Regions from separate parts of the Rattus norvegicus genome. Here all the other regions are linked to region 2. The links are chromatin contacts, called in public Hi-C maps. All regions are on one chromosome and are shown on one strand. Each heading gives the region's core, a stretch centred on a gene start, on an enhancer-like site or on the middle of the called end of the contact. The rest is flanking DNA. Distances are from core to core; before and after follow the strand shown. Region 1 overlaps Gng12 (G protein subunit gamma 12). Region 2 has its middle 100 kb from the start of Gadd45a. Region 3 has its middle 18 kb from the start of Gng12.

Region 1 (2,706 bases), core at 171-2,670, 170 kb after region 2:
CTGTTCTCAGTATCAGGCACTAAATGAAATGTAATCCCCAACACCATTTAGAGTTCATGCGGCTGCCTTTCTAACCCAAACCAGCATTAAGAGGGAGCAAAGATGTTAGGTTAGTGGTTGCTAAGCCTGGCAAGCGTTGTTACACTTGTATCACATCAGTTAGTACTGTGCCAGGAAACAGCAGTCTCTTCCTGCGGTATATCCCTCGGCAACTCCTCACAGCTCACCATTGACTGAGGTGATCCTCTAATACACAGTGCTGGACAACCAGATATTCCTGCTGCTAACACTTAGATTAGCTCCTTCAGAATCTAACACATACTCGCTCACTCCTCTGCCACAGCAAGGGACTGTGATAGTCAACACAGCCATTAACTACTGTCCCCACCCACCCGGTCTTGGCTCTTCAGATGCAGCATTTGAATATCTATCTGGGATGGGAGGGTAGCTCAGTACAGGCAGAAGTGTGTGAGATGGTCTCAGTGTGCTGTGTTCTAGAAGACTCTCCCAAGTATGCCCTTCTAACTTGTCCTTGAGAAATAGTTACACGCACAGGGCTTGAGAATTGCTTTGTGTCAGAGCACAGCTTGCTGAATTATCACACCACTCAGCATGGCTGGCAGATCTGCAGCATCAAAGTTGTTGCTTCTTCTTTTGTGGGCATATCAACCATCATTAATGGATCAGAGTCCAGAGGAAAGTTCACCAATGTCTCTGTTCCAAACTCCCAATTGAAAGGGTTACAGGAGCCCCTGGCTAGCCTAACCTACTGAGCCCATGTATGGAGAGAAGTCCATCTGCCCTCAGCATTAAGAGATGCCAGGCCAAGTAGTGATACATGACAAATACAACTCATCAACTGTGGGCAGAATATGCACTGAAAAGCCGGAGCCAGTCCTGTTGTAGCATATCTAAATACTTTCATGGCTGACAAGTGCCTGAAGCACCATTTTCCCAGTAAACCCACAAAACCCCTCTACTTGTTTAGGCTACAATGAGAGCTATCTGCCATCATTTCCAGAAACTCACTACGTGCTAGATACTACGTGCTAGAAACCAAATGACATCATCCACCCCTATGACCTTAGAAGGATCCCAGAGAGACAAAGGGAGCTGGAATCAGATGTCCATCACAGATTCCAGCAGCATTCCCTGAGAAGTGGGGGGTGGAGCCCAAAGCCTCTCTGCCCCTTGCAGTTTTAGCACTTGCTTCACTGACCTACAGAGCTCTGTCCCTGTGGCCTTCCTTCCCGGAAGGCAAGATCCACACCTTCTTCATTTGTCATCAGTAGGAAGCTCTTGTTGTTTAGTAGCTCTGATTCATGTCTACAGTGAGCAGATGATCTAGTGCCACCAGTTATTACATCAACAGTAGTAATGGCAGGCCAGCTAGATCAGAGGCCAGAGCCACAGCAGCCCTGGGGGTTTGTGTCTTCGTGCTCTGCAGCTGTATTTCTGCTTTTCCTTGTCTCTTGTACTAGACTGTACTTCAGGAAATGCTTGGTCAGCGATGAGTGAAGGCTCTCTGCAGATCTCTAGTAAACAAAGCACTGGCCTGAGACAAGGGACAAGGAGTGCCACATTTAGAAACGCCCCTACTCCCTTGAACTGTTCCTACCTGGGCTGTTGCAATGCTTGTTAGTGCGAGAATGCCTGCACTTATGGACAATTGGCCAGCACTAAGTGACAGTGTCTGTACGCACACTGCCAAGATGCAGGTCTGCTATGCTCAGGCCAAGTGCAATCACTTTGATGAGATTTCTTGTGCTCTATCTCCTCTGTGCAGCTTACTTTGCCATTGTACACACCTTGCTGTCCCTGCCTGGACCTGGAGAGGTATGATCTGCTTGCCTGCTCTCAGTATCTCCTCACTCCACCTCTCTTCACCATTGTCTCTGTTCACATTCTTAAGAGGATGGTGTGTGGCCGCTTAGCACAACCCCAGGGCCTTATGTGTCTGTCCCTGATTCCCTTGGTTCCTGACCACCCACTCAACAGTCTCCCACAGAGAGAGCACTGGCTGCACCTTTGTTCACCATTTTATCCCAACTGCAGAACTCAACCTATTGTTATGGTCTCCAGCTTAGGGAGTAGCACTGATGTGTGGGCAGATGCCTAGTCCTAGCCCACCCACGCCACTGCATCCCGCGGCTACCTCCAGGGTCTCCTCTCTATATCTTTCCTGCAGTCCTCTCTTGTTTATTTCTTGCCACTAGAGTGATCTTTCCGAAAGGAAAATGTTTCTCCCCACGTTTCCACAATTTAGAAATCACTTCCTCCAGAAGTCCTCACTGACCATTCCATCTGTACTTCCTGCAGAGAAACAGGCCACATGCTCCTTGGGGTTCTTTCCCAGGAACAAGGTCAATGGCCCACTTTTCCTCTGAGCCATGCATAGTGTCTACCGATTCTTTGGATGTTTATGGTGGTGTGACCTCGAGTAATCTTGATTGTGAGCTCCCTCCCCCATCCCCCATCTGCTACCCTTGTAAGTTTCCTCTTCATTTGGCTACGATAAGTCTAGATTGGGGTAGATCACGTAAGTGTCGGAGATAAGTATAGGAAAGTCATGTGTCCTGATTCTCTCCAGGGAAACACGAGGGGAAGTTGACTAGTGGGCTTCAAGAGGAAGCTTCATCTTAAAGGAGAGGTACATCAACAAGCAGTTCTTTATTCTATGTTGGCACTGGTCTGAGAGGTTGCAGC
Region 2 (2,700 bases), core at 37-2,536:
TTAGAATACTTCAAATGTTGTCCCAGGAAAACACACTGTAAACAGACAGGAGAGCAGAGGGGGCGGAGGAGGAGGCAGGGGGGCAAGGGATGTGGCAGCTGCCAACACCTGTTCTCCCAGGACTGCAGCCCAGTGCAATCTCAGGCTGCCCGCCCGTGTCACCCAACTTCTGTCAGTGCAGGGTAGGGGGTGCCAGATCCAAATACTTGGTAGACTCACCATGGAGCCTGGGCAGCAGCTGTGAAATAGGAGTCCAAGAGCTACATTGAGCTGAGCAGGGAGTAAAAGCCACCAGGACCTTTGATTCTTTTTCCAAAGCACAGTTTACACCGGCAGCATGTTGGTGTGAGGCTGGCAGCTCACGAGGAATGCCTGCTCGGCGACAGGCAGGAGTCATGACCCAAGGACAAAGAATTATTTACTCCCTGGGAACAGGTGCTGCCGGGGACTCACAGTCCTCGCTGACTTGCTACTCTGCCCACATGTACCAACCCTTCTCAGACGCAGCTCCTTCAAGTGCCACATGAAGCTCTAGCCCCGGACGCTGCTTTCTTGGTGACCTTTGGCAGCACAAAGCTTGCAGGCACCTGGCAGATGCTATGAGGAGGGCATGGTACCAGCTTGGGTTGTGTGCCTGCTGGAATCAGCTCACTTTATGAACAATTGGCACCATGTCAGGTGGTAACATCATTTGTGCCCCGATGAACCTGCGACCTCCTTGTCTGTACCCACACAGAGTAGTCAGAGGCGTGTTGTAGAGGAGTAAGGGAAGTGTGCTACAGCTTGCGAGGGTCTCTGCACGCTTCAATTCACCTCCAGGAAACTGCTCTCGACTCCAAATTCCTCCCAGCTATACAGTGAGAGGACAGACAACTGAACAAGTAGACGCTGGCTTCGTCCTTTCCTGCCCTGATCATGCTAATTCGGTAAAGATCTGCTTGGTGAGAGTAGAAGAGGAAGGTTTAGATTTTGGCAGCTTACAAAACAATATGGAAGGCATCTGAAACATTTCTTTGCATGGTAGGATTATGGCCAGAGAAGGGGAATCGAGAAAGCAAGGGGCCTGTAGGGCTTCTTGGCTCATGATCAGCAGCCCACAGGCTGTATCCTCATGCCTTATTATCTCCAGAGACCTCAGAACAGGGAGGTGGTAACTGGGAACTCTCCTTGGTCCAAGAATGCAGAGAGGAAAAGAAGCAAACCTAGAGGCAATTACACTCCCTGGCTCGGAGTCACAAGGCTATAGGAAGCCACGCTGTGCCGAAGAGGAACTTGGGAGAAGATAGCCATCTGGCTTCCTGGTTCACCTTTGTCCTCTCTCCTACACTGCAGTAAAACTGTGTCTTCACCAGCACTCAGTACCGCCCCGACTCTAAGGCACCTTAGTAGTCATTGCCAGAGAGCTCTTTCTAACTAGTAAATTGGCATATCCTCCTGCAGTAGCCACCACCATCTTGGGATAAAGGTGAGCATGGCTAACCCTCACTAGACTCCTCCCCACTAGCTCTTAAGCTCATCTTTCCCCATCCATTTTACTACAACAGATCTGAGCAGTATGCTGTCTCCCCCTCTTTAGATTGACTTCCTAGGGAACCCTGATGCGGCCTCAAGTCTCTACATGACAATATCATGAGATCAATCATGTAGGCTTTACTCTGTTTTCCTATTTTTTTTTTAAAGATTTACTTATTTTATATATGTGAGAACACTGTCGATGTCTTCAGACACACCAGAGGAGGGCATCAGATTCCATTACAGATGGGTGTGAGCCACTACGTGGTTTCTGGGAATTGAACTCAGGACCTCTGGAAGAGCAGTCAGTGCTCTTAACCCCTGAACCATCTCTCCAGCCCCCTTGTTTTCCCATTTTAGTCTGAGCCTTGTCTTCCCTTTAGTGTCAACAATTCCCTTATCCAACACCCTGCCTAAACCAAGTGATTTAAACTCTTGCATGATTTGTGTTATCTTCTGTCTTGCAACCTGTTCTTCACTTTATAGGACTGAAGAACTTCCCAGTCTGGTGAACCATAGAGAAGGTCAAAGGAGAGAGAGGGTTCAGTATCCCTGAGCTGTGGCGCCTCCCCTGTACTCATTTGGTCTCAGTTCGTCAGACAGAGAATTTGACTTCCATCTCACAGAATAAGATAATGGACTCAGAGACTGTATGTGACTCCCAGTGTCACTCAGCGGATAGGTAGGTAGGTAGGTGGTGGTGCTGAAAGGTGGTTCCTAATTACTCTCCACACAGGCTAAGAAGAAAGCCCACTGTTGTCTTTGTCCTTACAAATATCTCATGTTTGAATCCTGCTTCTAGAAGGGGTTCCTGTCTTCCTCCTCAACCTTGGGTGATCTCCTTATTGTCTGACATCCTACCCTCACTATACTGCACAATAGCACTGGTCCCTGTTTCTGGTTTCCACATCTTATTGCCCCACCCAAAGGCTGGAAATGTTCTCTATACAGAGTCTGGGATAACGTCAAGTATATGACAAATAGCCAACAAGAAAGTCCTTTATGCCAAAGACTTACTGATTGACAGATACAGCTCCAGCCCCTCCCGCACTCCCATGTCATCTTGGGCCAGTCAGTCAAGATAATCTTTTGTCTCTAACATCAGCATTAAGGCTTACTATTGACCAAAGTAACTTGTTGAATTCTTATAGCAGCCCCAAGAGGCAACTACCTTCAGGATTACATTTT
Region 3 (2,700 bases), core at 30-2,529, 240 kb after region 2:
ATGTGCATGTGTACATGTATGTACATGTACGTGTTGTGTGTCTGTATGTGTATGGGGGGAGGGGAGGAAGGAGAAGAGAAATTCTAAGCTGGAAGATAATTTTTTTGTGGCCTTGGAGAAGCTGCAAGTTAATAATGCCATTAGCTGAAGCCTGTAATTCGGATGTTAGTAAATGCAGCGAAATCATACTTTGTACTTGTCTTGATTCTGCACTAATGATTTGGGAGCCCACTCCACCCAGCCTCCCATTTTTATAAGGAGTTCTGACAGACTATACACAAGAACAGTCACAAAGTCTCGCAGGGGAATTTACCAGCTTCAACAATGTCACAAAGACCCATACTTAACTCAAATCTTCACTTCTAATTATGAAAAGAAAAAAAAAAATCACTACTCTAAACTGTCACTTCTCACCAACCAGATCGGCAAAAGGAAAAAGGACTGACAGTCAGTCCTCTTACTGCTAGTCTTGGAGCAGGATGCTGATCTAAAACTTCCTGAAGGTGCTCACTGAAACCAGTGGCTCAGCAGACCACTGTGGGGTACACCTGCTCTTAAGCTGTCTTCACAGGATGTAAGACCACAGGATTAAGTATCATCCACAGCTCCAGCTACATCCGCACAATGGAAAGTTGATGTGACTGAAAGAGAAGCCATTTCTCACACACTGCTAATTTAACACCAAGGCAGACAGTGGAGAAAGTGTCTATACAGAAGAATGGGAAGAGGGTTGGGGATTTAGCTCAGCGGTAGAGCACTTGCCTAGCAAGCGCAAGGCCCTGGGTTCGATCCCCAGCTCCGAAAAAAAAAGAAAAAAAAAAAAAAAGAATGGGAAGAAACAACATGCACATTCATAATACCTTAAATTTACAGGCTAATACCTGTAGGTGGTATGAAAGGCTTGTCTGAGAACGGGATAGAAGCAGGTTTTAGTATTTTTCCTTTCTACCATGATTGTTAAACTTGGGGCGTACATATTAATAATTTTCTTTTATGAAGAGATTGACCCTGTGAGTATGAAGTGTAGGCAACGAGTTCTCAGGCCAAAGGTTGTAAGTCAGAGAAACTCAGCGTAAAGTTCAGGAAGTGAATGTAGTGAGTGTGGACAGGGTGACTTCTGCCCTTGTGGGTGTGGGTGGCCTGGAGTCCCTGTTATGTATTAGAGCCAGAAGGAAGTGAGGGAAGTACAGGTAAATGGAAGGCAAAGGCAGAAGGCCAGCACTGTCTCCCAGGGAGCACGCCAGGAGAGTTTGTTTGCTCTTTGGACTAAGCAGTAGCTGAAGCATTCTGCTTATCCACTACGTAGGTCAACAAGAGGCAAAGCACATGCAGATGCATGGTACAAGATCTCTGAAATCCTACTGAAATGTGGCAGATGGCTCTGCTGTTTAAGGAAGACCACAGGAAGGCTCATGAGTTTCATGAGAATCTGCTATTTCTGCTTTGGGAATGCAAGTTTGACTGAGGATGATCTGCTCCATCTAAGCAAATGAAAAGTGGAAGGCATTCACTTTTTTAGACATGCTGGCATCTTTTCATAGCAGCAGAAAGCAGAAGGGCACAGTACAGACCAGCCTCTGCCACCTTCACCCAGCACCTGACAGCTATACCCAGCAAACAGGGCTCTGCTCCCACCTGCTATCCCAAACCTCCCCAAAACCTGCAGGAAGAGGAAGCGAATTCTGACACCAAACTTGAAGAAGCTGCGGAACAGCCAGCTGGCAGTAAGGGAGACACGGATAAACTCTTAGCTTCTGGTGGCTTTGGCACCAGTGTTCCCCACTTCTTTCCTAAATTAGAAGTCTTTTTACAAAAGATGCAGATCCAAAGGCTCCTGTCGCTGCCCTCGGCACTGTTTATCCAAAGCAAGAGGAACACATCTGTCTAATACCTAACCGGAACCTCTCTCCACATTCCCAGCAGTTCCTAGGACTCCCTTGCTGTGTCACAGACATTAGGTGCTTTAGTGGGCAGACATTACTGCAGAGGAATGAACGAGCTGTTTGTTCCCAGCTCAACAAGTATTAGGTGAGTCCAAGACTGCTGCTGTGCAATCAACATTAAACAATGTCAAGGTCAACCAAGTCTTTAGCTGCCCCTTAAGGCAGCATGATGAAGCCAAGAGAAAGAAGTCAGTAAATAACCTGTGTACTACTGAAGAAGGTATGATTCCCCAAAAATACAATTTAATTTCCTTTTTTGATCAAAAAGGCAGTAGCTTACGCATCTTGGTGGCACACATTCAGGGAGCACGGCCTTATTTCTTCAGTCCTCTGGCATCTGTTAAGTTCTTACTATGTGTCACACTCTACAGCTCAGGGCAGTTTGAAGGCTATTGTAGCCGGACAGGCTTTGAGAGTCAGAGCTGTTGTCAGACACAGCCCTTCTGTGGGTTAGGAAAACAAAGCCTACCACCAAAACAGCCACGTGGACTGCAAAGAAACACCTCTACATTCCAGAATAGTCTTTCTCTAGTACATAGTTTTGTTCTGTTGGTTTTTGCTTGTTTGTTTTTATTCATTCATTCATTTATTTTATGTATATGAGTATGCTGTCACTGTAGACACACCAGAAGAGGGCATCGAATCTCCATTACAGATGGTCGTGAGCCACCATGCGGTTGCTGAGAACTGAACTCAGGACCTCTGGAAGAGCAGCCAGTGCTCTTAACCACTGAGCCTTCTCTCCAGCCCCGTTTGT

The links. Hi-C and Micro-C count contacts between places; a contact is called where the count stands out from the background.
Region 1: a Hi-C map of kidney shows a contact between it and region 2, with 5 times the contacts expected there. The contact joins two enhancer-like sites. A contact is called at or near these places in 5 of 12 Hi-C or Micro-C datasets (the A7r5 cell line, hepatocytes, kidney and 1 more) and 1 of 1 datasets of contacts at active chromatin or transcription factors (oligodendrocytes).
Region 3: a contact with region 2 is called in a Hi-C map of kidney, with 2.8 times the contacts expected there. The contact joins two enhancer-like sites. A contact is called at or near these places in 4 of 12 Hi-C or Micro-C datasets (the A7r5 cell line, kidney and liver) and 1 of 1 datasets of contacts at active chromatin or transcription factors (oligodendrocytes).

What each region holds. Positions count from the first base shown.
Region 1 is chr4:97,418,450-97,421,155 of GRCr8, reverse strand. The region is part of intron 2 of Gng12 (G protein subunit gamma 12); the gene reads right to left. Among named protein-coding and RNA genes, the nearest start is that of Gng12, 54 kb to the right of the region's middle. Within about 2 kb of position 1,420, at least 14 of the 93 cell types and tissues checked have an H3K27ac peak or open chromatin away from gene starts, as enhancers often do. A contact at or near this core is called in kidney, where this site is marked.
Region 2 is chr4:97,588,642-97,591,341 of GRCr8, reverse strand. No RefSeq gene overlaps it. Among named protein-coding and RNA genes, the nearest start is that of Gadd45a, 100 kb to the right of the region's middle. Within about 2 kb of position 1,286, at least 11 of the 93 cell types and tissues checked have an H3K27ac peak or open chromatin away from gene starts, as enhancers often do. A contact at or near this core is called in kidney and liver, where this site is marked.
Region 3 is chr4:97,346,975-97,349,674 of GRCr8, reverse strand. It overlaps a transcript of Gng12 not described here. Among named protein-coding and RNA genes, the nearest start is that of Gng12, 18 kb to the left of the region's middle. Within about 2 kb of position 1,279, at least 7 of the 93 cell types and tissues checked have an H3K27ac peak or open chromatin away from gene starts, as enhancers often do. A contact at or near this core is called in kidney and liver, where this site is marked.